Regions from separate parts of the Gasterosteus aculeatus genome. Here region 2 is linked to region 1. Evidence: chromatin contacts called from public Hi-C data. All regions are on one chromosome and are shown on one strand. Each heading gives the region's core, a stretch centred on a gene start, on an enhancer-like site or on the middle of the called end of the contact. The rest is flanking DNA. Distances are from core to core; before and after follow the strand shown.

The links. Hi-C and Micro-C count contacts between places; a contact is called where the count stands out from the background.
Region 2: a Hi-C map of skeletal muscle shows a contact between it and region 1, with 5 times the contacts expected there. The contact joins two enhancer-like sites. A contact is called at or near these places in 4 of 6 Hi-C or Micro-C datasets (liver, skeletal muscle, tail fin and 1 more).

The regions. Positions count from the first base shown.
Region 1 is chr2:4,054,704-4,057,403 of fGasAcu3.hap1.1, forward strand. The region is part of intron 6 of LOC120828851; the gene reads right to left. Among protein-coding and RNA genes, the nearest start is that of LOC120828851, 9.1 kb to the right of the region's middle. Within about 2 kb of position 1,383, at least 3 of the 9 cell types and tissues checked have open chromatin away from gene starts, as enhancers often do.
Region 2 is chr2:4,130,609-4,133,433 of fGasAcu3.hap1.1, forward strand. LOC120828941 (nuclear receptor coactivator 3-like) reads left to right here. Exons shown (of 23, transcript XM_078086729.1): 14 at 73-231; 15 at 369-590; 16 at 709-814; 17 at 915-1,086; 18 at 1,420-1,746; 19 at 1,835-1,933; 20 at 2,753-2,825. Among protein-coding and RNA genes, the nearest start is that of LOC144386290, 8.7 kb to the right of the region's middle. Within about 2 kb of position 1,538, at least 2 of the 9 cell types and tissues checked have open chromatin away from gene starts, as enhancers often do.

The DNA.
Region 1 (2,700 bases), core at 133-2,632:
GTGTGTGAACATGAGTGTTAATCCATTTCACTCTGGGACAAAGTGGTGGGGGGGATTCGATTAGTTGTAGTAGTTTGACTTGTACACAAATACTAGATAAATAATTATTCATGAGACGCCAAAGCCCCCGTAGACGGGCCACGTGGGACACGCGTGTCTGCGGGTTCTCGATGTGTGCGTTCCGTCGCTTTATGTCGCTCCTCGGGTTTAAAGTTTGCATCGCACTGGTTCCCTCGGCATTCTCCGCTGGGTTTGGGATTGTTGATTGAAATAAGCTCCGTGAAGGACAAGTTTGTTTCAGCACAGTCACATGACTTCACGCCCCCCCCGGGAAGAGACGCACTGGTGACCTTTAGCGGTGTCCGTTAGCTACGTGCTAACCCTCGCCCGTTTTTAGGACTACTAACAGTTGAAAATGTCATGAGGGGGATATTTACTATTTTATAGTACTACGTGTGTTGACCACAGAACAAAGAGAAAACATTAAAAAGAACAAAACGAGAAGTAGAAATGAAGAAATAACTCGTGAGCGGGTTTCGATCGGAGTGTTTAACAAACAGACATTAGAGATTCCAACAAGAAGTTTCAAGACTTAACAAGTGTGTCCATCACAGTCCCCACTAGTGTTTCACATGGGACGATCTCACTGGGAACCTTGAACGTTTATGTGTCTGATGACGTAAATGTGGGAATCGCACTTGTTCAAAACCCCAAAGATTCTTTAGTTTTGATTCATGTCAATTCCTCCATCTTCCCCCCCGTTTAAATGTGTGTTAACATTTGGCACATGAGACAGATCACCACTGGACGGCTCACCGAGGCATCAGGAGGACATTTCTTTTACCTCGGGGACAATTGTCTGTCGGGATGAATGAGAAACATTTTAGATCTCACTGTTCGGGGATGTGGAGGGTTTGTGTATTTCACACTCAGTAAGCTGTAACGTACTTCGTTGGTGCTTCGAGTCAATTTGTAATGTGTGTGAGATGAAATATTGAGTGTTTTTCTACTCTAGCAGCACACATAACTCCAGAAATCCTACTTAGAAATTTGGTGCCGCGGGGAGATTGCGTCTATTTAAGCATACATCTGTGTTAAAGTCTCTAATACAACACTCGAACTTTGGAAATAAGAATGTCGGAGAAAACTTGGATAAATAATAAATAATAAAAGAAGCTGACGTTGAGTAATCTGTAGTATTTTACATCTCTGTTAATAAGTAACAAGCATTTATGAACACTGAGACTGAACTGCGTGAATGTCGGCGATGCGTTTTCTTTGGTTGCACATCCCTCGTTTGGCCAGTAGAGGGTGCTCGTGTTTCACAATTAAACGTAGAGGCGTTGAAATGATTCGACCGTCGTAAATATGCAGAAGGAATAAAAGCTTTGGGGGCGTGTGTTGGAGAAAAACAGCAGCAAAGGGGTATAAACGAGGAAGGGAAAACAGGAAGTACATGTTGGCTAAAAACCTGTAAGGATTGGCGGCATCAGAGAGGAATCAGATTTGAACTTGGCTTCTTCCTCAACACATTACACATACTAATATGTGTGCACCGGTCCGTGGAGAAAGAAGCGCGTTCCTGTCCCTGAGGGATGCGTTACAGCTGGAGACCCCAAAAGACCACCAGCAGTCACGAGGCTTCCACCCGTCTGCTGCCACGTCATGTGATCGAATCACCTGAACGCACTGAGGGGAATGATTTGTGTCGCTACAAGCAGAACTCAAAGGGGAATATTGAGCGCTGATTACCTCGTTTAACGTATCACAATGAGAAATGTGGGCAAATGTTCTCCCGGTGGACTTCACACCAAACCATGACAGCATCACATGATCGGATTCGTAAATAAAAATCGGCCTCAGTGAGATCTTGTCTTACACCTTGTCCATCGGCTTTGTCTGATATGACCAAACCATCACATGCAAAACGCAGCTTAGTTGAAGTCTACAATCTGGGTATTTATTTGGGACAAATATAAATGGGACCCGGTTTGATTCATTCCATGACGGGAGGACTGGAGACTTTGTTGCTTCACGTGACTTCAAGCCTGTGAAGTTTTTTCTCAAGTTTTCTGGCAACAACCCACAAGATTCCAGCTAAAGGCCAAAAGAAAGATTTGGCTTTTTAAATGGTGCAACCTCCAAAAAATGACAAGGGGGTGAGCTATCTTTGTCCTGCTCTGTTATCTGATTTTTTAAGCCAATGTAAAACACATTTATAGACATATATGCTGATATAAGTGTTTTGAAGCAGTCAGTTTGAACGTAGAGCATGTTGTGCTGCCTCGTTCCCTGTTGCGCAACAAGCAGAATAAATGACGACGTGTTGAGGAACAGATTGTCTTTGCTGGAGCCCCGGTGAATAAAAGGTGCCGTTGCCCCCCCGGTGAACATCTCCCCTTTCTGTGCCTATCAAGAACACAATGTACCCGACCACGAATGACAGGTGACTGTTAGATGTTAAGGTGACGTCCGACATCCCCGGTTCCGGTCCAGTCAGGGACGATGGATCAATTAAACAGGCGCTCGTGTCAGAGGAACTTATGTTGTGTCTGCATTCTGTTTTTCATTATTTTTTGAGTTTATTATTTAAAGAATGATTAACTTTCCTTAAGTTCTGGTAACCTCAAACTACATGTTTCTATTTTTTTTAAAAAGACACTAAGACAATTCTCTGAAACAAGTCGGGTTTTCTTGATA
Region 2 (2,825 bases), core at 288-2,787, 76 kb after region 1:
ACTCAAATGTGCTGTTTTCCTGGATATTTCGGAGGAATGTCCGTGTGACTCGATTATACTTTCTGTGAGCAGGGAGTCCAGGAATGGGTCCGGGGCCTCGGGGGCCCTTCCAGAGGGCCTTGTCCATGGACGGGAAGCCTCCCGTTGGGCCTGCAGGACCAGGTAGACGCCCGATGCTTATCAAGCAGGAGAACATGATGGGCAGCCCAGACGGATACCCGGGAAACATGGGTGAGCACGTTGTCTCCCACTTTAATCAGTGTGTGTGTTCCCCAGTCCTGTATTTGTTTCCTGTTCTCGTATAATAATAATTTACATTCCAAAGACCCGTTTGCGATAGTGACACACGTCTGGTCCTATTCTACCAGGACCAATGAACAGGGGAATGGTTCCACAGAGGTCTCCCATGGGGGGGTCAGGAGACTGGGGCATGAGCCGCTCCAGTGGCAGCCCAGTGGGACACCCCTCCATGATGCGCCAAGGCATGGAGTACGGCAACAGCAAGGGCATGATGTCGGGACCCATGGTCGGCCGCTCCAACAGCGTACCGGGCTCCAGGTCCATGCTGCAGCAGCAGCTCATGGATATGGGTACGTCTAGTAGGACTGGACAAAAGAAATCTGTGCGTCCCTGTCTATTACATTTTATAAACTGGGGCTTCTGACTGACTCTTGTGGAATTGTGTGTGTATGTTTGTTTGTGGTTTAGGAGGCTCTGCCGACATGGGCATGGGTATGAGCCCCTTCAGCCAGCAGGGCCAGCCCAACCAGTCCCCCTCCTGGCCGGACACTATGATGGGCATGGAGGGTAACAGGTCGGTGCAGCATCCCTCGTTGTCTGTATTCGCTCTGAATGAGCTGCATCGAGGAGGGAGTAGAACCTCATGAACGGCTCTCTGTGACTGTGCCTCGCAGACGCCAGTTTGGCAACACCTTGGATGATCTCTTGGTGCCTCCCACCACCAGCGAGGGTCAGAGCGACGAGCGGGCGCTTCTGGACCAGCTGGACTCGCTACTGAATAACACGGACGGCATCGCTCTGGAGGAGATAGACCGAGCCCTGGGCATCCCAGACCTCGTCAGCCAGGTAGGTCATCAGAAAAGACTTTGAAAGAATGTTTTAACGACACACTCCCCTCCTGTGCTCCCCTGGATCCCCCCCCCCCCTGCAAGGGAAGTAAAAGGTGAAATGATCCGTCTCAGGACTCAATAATAAGTTATCCTTGCGTTTGACTTCGCATTAGATAGTTCAGTCATGACTCGCCGTGCTCAGACTGTTCTCCCACTAAAGAGAGATGGATGACCCCGGAGGGATCTGTCTGTGCCGCTTAGAAAAAGACAATTACAGAGCCGACCAATTGGAAATGAATCAATGAGATGGAGAGGTTTGACAAAGTTCTCTTTTTCTCCTCTGCTCCAGAACCAGGGAAGCGAGCAGCAAATGGAGCCGTTTCCCGGACAGGACCAGTCCATGGTGCTGGACCAGAAGCCCCTGTACGGACAGGGCTATCCAGGACCCCCCTCCATGCCATTGCAGTCCGGCTATGGGGGGAACCCCATGCAGGGGCAGGCCCAGCCGGGGGGGTTTGGGCCAATGCTGTCTCAGATGGGGCAAGGTGGCAGCTTCCCAGGAATGGGTGGCATGGGCAGCATGGGTCACCCTCGTGCCAACATGATGAGACCCAGGATGATGACCGCCAACAAACCCATGAGGCTTCAGCTGCAACAGAGGCTGCAGGGACAGCAGGTATGTCCACCAGAGGTCAACTATCTATACATACACCGTATGCAAGTGGGACAAAGTAACATTTGCCCCTCCATCTTCTCTCTCTCAGTTCATGAATCAGACGCGGCAGGGCATGGGCATGAAGATGGAGAATCCAGGAGGCAACCCTGGCATGCGGCCCGGCATGCAGCCTGGCATGGGAGGACAGGTAGATGACGAAAACTCAAGTCTTACAGATAAATCACCCTAATACGGTTTTAATGTCATCACCGCAATCCAGTTTGAAAAGTATGTCCGGGCATATAAAGAATTTGACCCAAGCTGTCAGTCGCTCTCAATGAATGGAACTTTAATAGTGGTTGAAACGTATAAACCCTTTTTAAAGGGACCCTATCAGAGTGTGTTACTGATCCGTTCAGCAGTCTGGCTGACTCTCCTCTTTTCCTCTTTGGTGTCCAATTTAACCTGGAAATTGTAGAACGGACTCCTGTGGCAAGTTAAACAGATCTAGGCAGTGCGGTACATCACCAGCTGGGTGTTTGTGATCATACTTTAAAACAAGGGGAGTTATAGGTCTCTGGAATCTGAACATGTTGGCTACTACAAGCCGACTTTTAATTGTAATTTTCATGAATTTTCATCGCCCTCAATGATGAGTATTTTATTTTTCATTAGTTCTGAGGCAGACGGGGGGATTAAGAGAGGGAGGATGACAACATGCTCAGCCTCCGTTATTAGGACCTCTTGACTGAATGAAGAATAATCTCCACATCAGATGATGCCAATGTTATTTTTTCCCTTTCTTAAAGAAATACATTAAATGCAACATTCAAGTAACACGACTTTTGTACATTTGACTGTTTTTAGTAGAGTGAAATTCAAAATAAAATCGTGTTATGTCCACATAACAAAAGAGACCTTATCACCCACCCACATCGCATACTTTATATTTGCATTTATATATTGCAGATATATTTATACCGCACGCCATCCCTCCTTACACTCTGACGGTTTGTTTTTGGTGCAGCCGGGCTTCCTCAACGCTCAGATGATGGCTCAGCGCAGCAGGGAGATGGTCACCATGCAGATGAGGAGGCAGC